Linked DNA regions of Gossypium hirsutum: region 1 is linked to region 2. The links are chromatin contacts, called in public Hi-C maps. All regions are on one chromosome and are shown on one strand. Each heading gives the region's core, a stretch centred on a gene start, on an enhancer-like site or on the middle of the called end of the contact. The rest is flanking DNA. Distances are from core to core; before and after follow the strand shown. Region 1 holds the start of LOC121219611 (probable arabinose 5-phosphate isomerase). Region 2 has its middle 16 kb from the start of LOC107954637.

What was found. A called contact is a pair of places that touch in the nucleus more often than the background predicts.
Region 1: a contact with region 2 is called in a Hi-C map of leaf, with 4 times the contacts expected there. The contact joins the promoter of LOC121219611 here to the enhancer-like site in region 2. A contact is called at or near these places in 5 of 34 Hi-C or Micro-C datasets (hypocotyl, leaf and petal).

What each region holds. Positions count from the first base shown.
Region 1 is chrD07:27,584,763-27,589,859 of Gossypium_hirsutum_v2.1, reverse strand. LOC121219611 (probable arabinose 5-phosphate isomerase) reads right to left here and starts at 3,250. Exons shown (of 3, transcript XM_041098101.1): 1 at 2,399-3,250; 2 at 1,808-2,031; 3 at 1,384-1,696. The coding sequence starts at 3,052. The coding sequence ends at 1,540. LOC121219610 (probable inactive lysine-specific demethylase JMJ19) reads left to right here. Exons shown (of 8, transcript XM_041098099.1): 8 at 1-1,064. The coding sequence ends at 726.
Region 2 is chrD07:27,349,572-27,354,504 of Gossypium_hirsutum_v2.1, reverse strand. No RefSeq gene overlaps it. Among protein-coding and RNA genes, the nearest start is that of LOC107954637, 16 kb to the right of the region's middle. Within about 2 kb of position 1,309, at least 2 of the 9 cell types and tissues checked have an H3K27ac peak or open chromatin away from gene starts, as enhancers often do. A contact at or near this core is called in leaf, where this site is marked.

The sequences.
Region 1 (5,097 bases), core at 2,001-4,500, 230 kb before region 2:
TGTTCTTCTGATAGATATTTGTGTTTAAATCATGCAAAGCGGCTCTGTTCTTGCACATGGACAGAAAAGATTTTCCTCTACAAGTACGAAATCAACGAATTAAATATGCTTGTTGAAGCAGTGGAAGGAACATTGAGTGCGGTGCATGCATGGGCTAGAGAGGACCTGAATTTGGGTCTTCGCCACTACACTCCCAAGGAAAAATCATTCAGAGAAGATGAAGGAAAAAAAGCGCACAAGCTCCAAGATGCAGTAACGTCATATGGCAATGGTTTGAGTGCTGTTTCTTCCATCAAGGCAGAAATAAAGGCCCGTATACAGCAATTACAGTGCCTGCATGAACGAAAATCAAAAGAGGAGATGGTATCAACTCCTTCCCTTCCAAGGGTGACTCAAGATGATACTTCCTTGTTACTTAGAGAGGTGATGCCAGAAGATTTATCATCAAGTTCCTCAGAATCGGATGACACGACAGACCTTGACCTTGATGATGGAGGAAAAGGATGCGTCTTATCTACCTTAAGTTCAAGGCCTTCACCTAGTCAGCCTGCAAGTGAAAGAGAAGTGACATTATCTCAACGAAGGAGGCCTCCTAAAAGAAAAGTCACATTATCTGAGCTTCTTAAAGATAATTCCAGTGAGCATGGTACAGCGAAACATTTTAAATCTACTTCCGAAGGACTACCTATGAGCCATCCAGCTTCCAAGAAACGAAAAAAGAAGTAAATCTGAACTGACTCTACAACTAGTGTAGGCCTCGAAAACAATGGTTGAAGTATCTACATGGGTATATATATCAGTTATTCAAATGTACATCGTAGAGCAACATTAGTTCTAAGTCGACATAGGAAATGATATAGAGCCTTTTCACCTTTTCTGTTATTTGCTTGCCGTGTTGCCTATCTTGCTGCTCTAGAACTTTTACCTGTTATTCAATGAAAACGAAGGGGAAACATGTACTGTAAGTCAGATTTGCAGTCTTTAGGACATTGAAGTCAGATTATCGACATTGTTTTTTGAACGAGTTCAAATAATATACTTCAGATGGTAGAAAGTTTTGGTAATCTGTACCCATCTTTTCTTTTTGAAGGTCTAGTCAGTTTAAGCTCTTTTGCTATTTTTGCAAAATTTTCTCTTCCCTTTTTCCATGGCAGTGTACCTGTAATCTTCAACAGAAGCATCTTCTTACTGTGTAACAAGATTTAGAATGCTCTCTCAGACCCATATCAAACTTGGGTCAAGGCTTCATTGTCCAAATCCATAAAAGCCCATCGAGAAGGTAACCGAAACCATAGATTACGAATGCCAGCTTATAGTAGAATAAGGGTGGATTCTGATAACCGAGCAGTAAGCAAGCGAGAAATTCCTCTTTGACGTCCAAAATAAATAAATCACATCGAATTAATGAATTGATAAATAATATTCAAATATCTTGTATACATAAGAAGCTATCATCAGGTTGAATTTAAATTCTACTCCAAACTTACAAAAGAATTATGTCAGGGTATCAACATTCAAAACCACACAAGACCGTATATTTCAAAGACCAGCTGAAACTAATCCATGCAATGTGACAATACCGATCAAGGTATTTTGACGATCAATTACAGGCAGAAATTGTACAGCAGATGGTGGTGATTCCATCTTTTGCATGGCTTCCACTGCCATCGCATCCGGACCAATGGTTCTTGGTTTCCTGATACAGTGATACAAACAAATGAGGGTTTTAAGTCACTTTGATTGAAAACATCAGAAAGAAACTCAACAAGTTACTACAATAGTTATGGGCATTCGCCATTTGGTTTACCTGTTGCACATTTCACCGACCGTGAGCTTGAATATGGCTTCTCCGCTAGCCTTAAGCGTACGCCGCAAATCACCATCTGTAAATGTGCCAAGCAAGTGATATTCCTCATCTATAACCAGCAAGCACCCACATCCTTTCCTAGTAAGCTCCACCAGCTGCTCCATTATCAAATCTCCTTCCTTGCAAACTGGAAGCTCATCTTGCTTCTTCATTACATCTTTTACCTACATATGAAAGCACCAATCCATCAGTCTACAAGTCCAATAAATTTGAAAACAAAACTAACTGAAATAGAAAAAAAATTTCAGCTTCAAATCTCGATTTAATTGCAAATGACATGAACCTGAAGATAGTTCTCTTAAATCCATCAAACTTATGTCTACTGTTTCTTATATCGATCATTCAACGGCAAACATACAGAACCGGCTTTGGATCTTTCAATTAAACCCAGATCTCAAACAATTATGGGCAGCCAACTTAAAAGAAAAAAAAAATCAGCGAAAACCCACTAATGATCCAGCATCTCATAAACAAAAGCAGTTAAATTTTATGAAGACATTGATCAGAAAGTCAGCAATTAATCAAACAAACCTTAAAAATAAGGCTTTTCCCAATCCGACCAGCAGGATGATTGGCCGCATATTGATCCTTAGTCAAGTTCCTAGCTCCCATAAGCGCTATTGCCACCGTATCTCCGAAAACCATCTGGATCGCTGTCGAAGTAACCGGCGCCAAATCAAACGGACACAACTCCCTCTCCAACGGAAGATGCACGTTCATATCGCAAGCGTTTGCCAAGGCATTTTTGGGGACGGAGGTGACCGAAATGAGATAAACCCCCTTGGCTCTAGCACAGGGGATGAGACGTAGGAGTTCTTCAGTGGAGCCGGATTTCGAAAAGAGGACGAGGATGTCGGCGGCGGAGAGCGCGCCAATGTCGCCGTGGAGGGCGTCGAGAGGGGAGAGGAAAGCGGAGCGGATGCCGAGAGAAACTAAGGTCTGGGAGATCTTGTTGGCGACGAATCCGGATTTTCCGACACCAGAGAAGAAAATGGTGCCCCGAGAATTAAGGAGGGTTTCAGTGAAAGACAATGCTTGGGACAAATCGAGGTTCTGGAAGAAGTAATTGAGGTGGCCTTGTTGGGCTTTGAAGAGGTTGAAAAGGGTAGTTTCGGAAACTCGCTCATGTTGGGGATTTTTGGGCGGCGGCGATGGGAGGTCTAGTGACGGAGGAAGCGATCCCATTGTTGATTTGTTTCAGATCCGATCCGATGGTATTATTTGCAAATAAATGAAGAAGAGAGAGTGGTGGAATGGTATTATTATTGGCCTATATTGGGGCCTTTATTTTTGGGTTGATTTGGCCCTTCATTATTTTTGTCGGTAAAGAATAGATAGTCTACTTTTGGACTCCTCTCAATATGTGTGTCGGCAGGCATTGCTAAATTGGTTGATCTCTACATTCTTTAGGCAAATATATCTTTTACATAATACTTACTTCTACATACATTTCATTAAACTTTTAAATCGAAAAAAGAAGAAGACATTATAGTGAATTAAAACCCAATCAATATATTTTTATTATAATTAAACTATTATTTCAAGAAAAAATATATAAATGGTTGATACACAATATCAATAAAAATAAAGAAAGAAGGACAAGCTATTTTGATGAAGTAAAGAAGAAGAAAATAGTAAAAAATGGAATGTCTAGAGGAATATTTAGAAATATATGTAAAAAGTTTATCAAATCAAATTCTTGATCCAACTTCGAATCAAATTATTTTTATTATAATTGTATAACATAAATAAATTATATAAAAGATAATTATATAAAACACGTTTTTATATTTTTTATTGCACTAAACCATTTCTGAAATTCATCAATTTTTTTTTTACTAATGGCCTTTGTTATTCACGATGACACCATTAAATCTTGAGATAATTAGCTGATGTTGACTTTAGTTTTTGTCCCCATGACAGTATATGTGGTTGATTTTTGCCGATTTGACATTATATTTTCTTACATCTTATGTTCGTTAATAATTTAACTTTTATAAAAATTTCAATAAAGTATTTTCTAAAAAAATTAAAGAATTAATACAAAATTTTAAAATTATAAAAAATAAAACATTCAAAATAAAAAAAGGAAACCTAAAAATAAAATAAAAATCTTTAAACAAAAAATTCAACAAATTAAACTTTTAACAGCGTTTTTAGTGACGTTTGGATTGAATGTTGCAAATATATACTATTAGTGGCCTTTTTGTTACCGCAAAAGGTAAAACAATAGCGGCGTTTTTCTTATAATCGCCGCAAAAAGTAAGGTAATGGCCGCGAATTTTTTAATTTTGATTGAAACGGCGCCGTTTTTATTCTTTGATACAAACTGATTCCCTTTTCTTTCGCAAACGATGCCGTTTTTCCCAATTCCCTTTTCTTCCGCAAACGGTGCCATTTTTCCCAATTCCCTTTTATTTGATACAAGCCGTTGATATCATCTCCCCCGATCCCCTTTTCTTTCTCAGCCTGTTCTTTGCTTGACTAAAATAAAAAAAAAACTTGTTCTTCTATTTTATACCAGAAAATCCTCTCAGTTCTTTGATTTCTCGAAACCCTAAACACCTATTGTGCCCCCTTTCCTCAGAGGCTGTAACTGAGCAACCGTTTACCCAGTTTCCCGACGCCTAGCCACTTTACCCAACAACGAACTCAGTCGCCAGCCTCCGTGAGTCTTAGCAAGTATGTGAGGTTTTTCATGTTTTTTTGTTTGGGTTTGTTAAAATTTACTTCCTTTAGTTTTCAATCGTGTTAAAATTTTAGAAATTTTAATTTGGGTAGTTCAAATGTGCTTTATTCATTAACTGACCTGGAATTCAGGTTTTGTATTTAGATTAATAAATTACATGCCATTAAGATTGATGGGTTTGCTACTGCTTATTGGAACGATTTTGGATTTTGGATTTTGGATATTGTCTGTCCTAAATATCTTGCCTCTTTTTATTAATTTTTTAATTGAACTTTTTTGTTTCGATTTCACATTAAGAAAAACTCTGGGTTTGCTACTGCTTATTGGAACGATCCTACTGATAGTCTTTTTTTAGATATAAATTTGGTTGAAGATTATAGGGATTGCTTTAGTTTTATGGAATACAAGCATGAAAATGAGAGATTTAATTACATTCATGTGTTTCTTTTTTTCATTGGATTGGAGCAGTTTTGATGTTTTATGTTTATTAAGCCTATATGATGATAAATTTGTAACTTTAATTGTTTCATTGGTGCACTTA
Region 2 (4,933 bases), core at 60-2,559:
TAGACCAATTTGTTATTTGAGTTATCTGAATTATTTGAGATGTCAAATTCAACTTGACTCATACTTGAAAAATCAAATTACTTATTCAAGCTGATTCAAAAAAAATTGAATAACTTTAATGACTCAAATCGATTATCTCAAAATTAAAAAAAAATTATTTTCTAAATCAAATCGAATTTTGTTGATCCCTACATCTCATTCCATCCTATCAATTCAACTATTAAAAAATATATATTTCATTAAGGAAGGAGGGCATATGAACATTTAACAAAATAATTGAAGCATGATGATCTCTTGTTTTTAGATTAATAATTTTTTTCCTTTTTTTAAGAGGGTCCAAAAATCTCTATTATTTCAATACATGGACTTTGTTATTTAATATTACTATAGTTGCTACATATAATTGATAAGAGGGGAGTGGACCAAAATCTTGCATTGCTAAAAATTGGCCTTTTATTTTCGGCCCCGTAATAGTTAATTTCTACCTATGTTGATAAAGCCTTGAACCGGCAGGAAAATGGCCACACGGAGCACCTCAAATCCCCAATCCTAAACAGATCCTTTCGTACGCTAATATCTATTCCCTAATAGTTAACATTTTAGCATTTTCTCAAACATTTTAGTGCTTCATGTTTCAAGTCTAATGTAGAAATATTCAGCCATCCAAACAATTATTTTTAAGTCTAAAGTTTGGTTCATTCACGGTGAACTGTGAACGAAGCAGTTTCCATTACTTGAGGTGATCAATGCTCCATTTTCTTTTATTTTTCTGGACAGATTCAATGGAACATAACCTAATCTTCTGTCATCTAGAAAAACCCATTTTTTCTACTTCATTTAGGGATCAAACTAGAGACTCATGAATAAGATATTGATCACACCAGATATCAGACATGAAGGTCAATGACATAGGGAGCAGTAAGAAAAAGAACTAGAGGAGTCTAGCTGGTCAGAGGTTTTATCGTACCCAAAATGCAAGCTGTTGAGTAATTTAGTCCAATGCATACCATCAGTGGACCAGGGGCTGCCTTGGGTACTTTCTTTTTTTCTAACAGTTCATTACCAGTAGGAGTTGGAACACGCTACAAGTTCCAGGTGACAAAACTAGGGGAAAAAATTAATGTATTTTCATATCAGGACAGCAGTCAAAAGCATGAAGCTTTGTACAAATTGTTTAGTTTCGTTTCCCATTGCTTATATTTGAGCGCAATTTGATAGCTTGAAGCGTTTTGGATGTTTCTGGACCATTGTGACATGTCGGCTTTGCTCAAATTGTACCTTGCATGAAATATACCCAGTTGTATAAAAAAACAAGAAAAAAGAGGATAGAAGTTGTGGTTTCAAGGGATCTTAAGGGATAGCGTTAGCCACACATTAGTTTTGTCTCTTTCTTTTCCCTTTCAATTGAAGTGAACGAGTGACATTTCAATCTAGGTTGAAGATGGTATTTAGAGTACGGGTGAGCAAAATTCGATTCGACTTGAAAAAGTTGAAAAAAAATTTAAATTTCGAGTTAAACGAATCGAGTTATTCGAGTTCATCGAGTTATTCGAATCAACTCGATTTTTTTTTTGAATTTCGAGTTCGAATTGAGTTGAGTTTTCGAATTCAAATAACTCGAATAATTCGAATAATTCGAGTATCAAACTATAATATTTTACATTTTTACCCCAAACTCCCTAACCTTTTTACTTTTCCCTCAAAACTTTTACTCCTTTCGACATTTCCCCCAAAACTTTTACTCCCCTCCCCTCCCACCCCCCAATCTACCCAAAATCCATTTCCCACCAAAATTTTACTTTCCCATTTATTTTTTCTCAAAATTTTACTCCCAAAAACCCTCAAAACCTTTTATTTTCCCCCAAAATTTTTACTCCCTCCTACTTTTCCCCTAAAACTTTTATTTCCTTCCCATCTCACCTCTCATCTATCCCAAACCCTCCCCCCTCCAATTTTTTTTAATATTTTCCCTCCAAAATTTTACTCTCCCTATTTACTTTCCCTCAAACTTTTATTCCCAAAACTTTTTAATTTTTCCCCTAAACTTTTACTTCTCTCCCTTTACTCTCAAATAAAAAATCAAAATTATCCAAAAAAATCACTAAACATAAATAGTAATAATTTTATTTATATCTACTATTTATATTATTAAATTAAATTTCACATTTTATATTATTTATATTATTGAATTGTTTAGTCATATTGAATATTTATATTAAAATTGAATTATTAATTATGCCATAAAATATTCATGTTAAAATTTTATATTGGTATCAATTTCACATTTTATTTTTAAAATAACATTTATTAAAAAATCATATTTTTACATTTAATATATTTTTTAATTCTAAAATACACAGTGACAAGAATCTGAAGATAATTGAAACAACTAAGCAACCAAAGAAGCTAACCAATATATAAAAAATTAATAAATAAATTATGAAGTGATGAAAGTTAATAAAAAATTGATTAATGTGGAAAAATTTTATTACGATGGGTGATAATGGTTACAAGGACCCAAATTTATTTTTTAAAATTTAACTCAAATAAATATATTCGATTCGATTCGATTCAAATTCCATCTCACTCAACTCGATTCGAGAAAACTTCAAATAAAGTTAGGATGATAAAATGAGATTCGAAAACTCGATTAACTCGAAAATTTTTGATTCGATTCGATCGAATGCTCACCCCTAATTTAGAGTAAACAATTTGATGATCTTGGTGGGGACAGTATATACAGGGTTGTCTAGTAAATCACTAGACACAGCCTAAAAGGAACACAATCTTTGCTATTTCAAAAGCAGAGTAAGAATCAATTTACTGTTCTTCAAATCCATTTTTCTATAGAGATAAGGCTCGCAGGCTTTGATTCACTTGTCATGTTACTTAAAAGTCCATGTTATAACTACTTTACAATTGACCTCCTCACGATGTATAAGGCTCACCTCAAAAACAAACTCACATCGCCAGATGGAGCCCGTTCAATCCAAATGTATCTCTAGGAGACCTAACCTCTTTGATCCTCAAACGGTTGCAACCACATTACGTTGCATAACTCCTAGATCAGCTCCTTCAGCTAAATTGGATCATGTCATTTATGGCCTCACCTTGGAAGACGTTTCTCCTATTTCTAGAGACAAACAAACCGTGTAGTCTAATCAATACAAGGAAGGCTAAAGTCAAATTGTTCTTGTAATAACTCGTTTTTCAGCGGCATCCGAAACAGTAGTTTCAAAATCTCATTTTCGACGGTTGAGTCCGTAAATATTATTGTTTAATATTTACGAGATTAGTATGAAGTTTAATTGGAGTTTGGTCCTTTAATTTTGTTAAATGGATAGTTAACTAAGGTACAAGTATGGTGACCTTAAAGTTAGTGATTTCAAAAAATCAGGTATTGAAACCTCATTTCCATAAACTGAACCCGTAAATATTTTTCTTAAATATTTACGAATTTATTGTATGGTGAATTGAATTTTGGTCACTAGGTCACTCTATTATATGCATATTACGACTAAGAAGTATGTCTGTCTGAGTGCGGCAGATTCTGGTCCAATCCCTTCTCGAAACCTTGAATTTCTCATTTTTTTCCTGCAATCATAATAACACATATGTAAGTTCAAATGAACTTAGTGAGTCTTCACATCTTGTATTAGCACAACACTAGCAAGCTTGTACTTCATGACTCAACATTCATATTTGACTTGTTAGTATTAGGAAAGTTCACCAATCTTATTGGTGTAGTATTTACATCACCGAATTGGCTCACTTGTGCTTGACACATTATCTTCAATGACACCATCGCGTATTTACTTGAACATCCTGGAGAACAAATCAACGTACTGAACTACAATTGATCTACTACTGACAACTTGAAAACAGAAGATTTCATATTTGGCTATAAAAAACCTTGCACCATAAAGTTCCACTGTTACACTTGAAATCCTTTAAACCCAAAAATTAGGAACTTTAGAGGTTAAATTGAAAAGATGTAAGTTGGCGGTCTCTAATGGAAAAACGAGAAAAGTGGGAAATAGAATGGAATATGGTTGAAAATTAATCTTGGTCCAATTAGGATATAACTACTCGGTTCCTTAGTGGAAGACAAAATGATTGTGAATGGGTAGATTTTGCACAGTTGAAGACTGTGCGAGAAGGGCTATAAATAGCCAGGGAATAACTTCCAATGAGACTCCTTCTCTAGTCTATTCCATTTTTCTTCTTTAGCTTCTTCTTTAGTGCTCTCAGAGGAGATGGCTACGAGAAAGCTCTACATGAATCAGTGATCATGAGTTTTGAGTTGCAAAAATAGAGAATCTAGTAGGCTGATAATGTTCAATGGTCTTAGTGTACGTGAAAATTTAAAGAATAAAGTTCGGTTTTCAGAACCATTTTAAAAGTTATGCATATTTCTGGAAAATTGAGGTTTCAAGAGAAAACATTGGGTTTAACTCATGATTTGATTGTCATGCTTAACTGCCAGGAGAGTGGAAGCTCTAGTGTTCGAAAAAGCTAAGCGGACAACATGAATAAGTCTCAGGTGAATTTTTACACCCCACCCAGAAATGTTAAGTATATTAGAAGTTTGTATAAGTTATGAGTATCCACCATTTTAGTTCAGTATACAAGATCCTATGATGCTTTATTTAGAAAACATGTGTATTGCATATAGAAATGGGATAAATGGTGGGTTACACAAAGTTAGGAATGACAAAGAAAGTGATGTTGTTAGACACTGTCATACAATATTGTTGAGAGCAAACTGTGATGAGTGAAGCTCCGGGCCATATTTGAAATGAGTAAAATGAGTAAGACCATAGCTGAAAGATGTTATAACATCATGACTGAAATGAGTACGACCATGGCTGAAAGACGCCATGGCATCAGGGTAAACAAGATTAAGACCATAGCTTAAAGGCGCTATGGCATC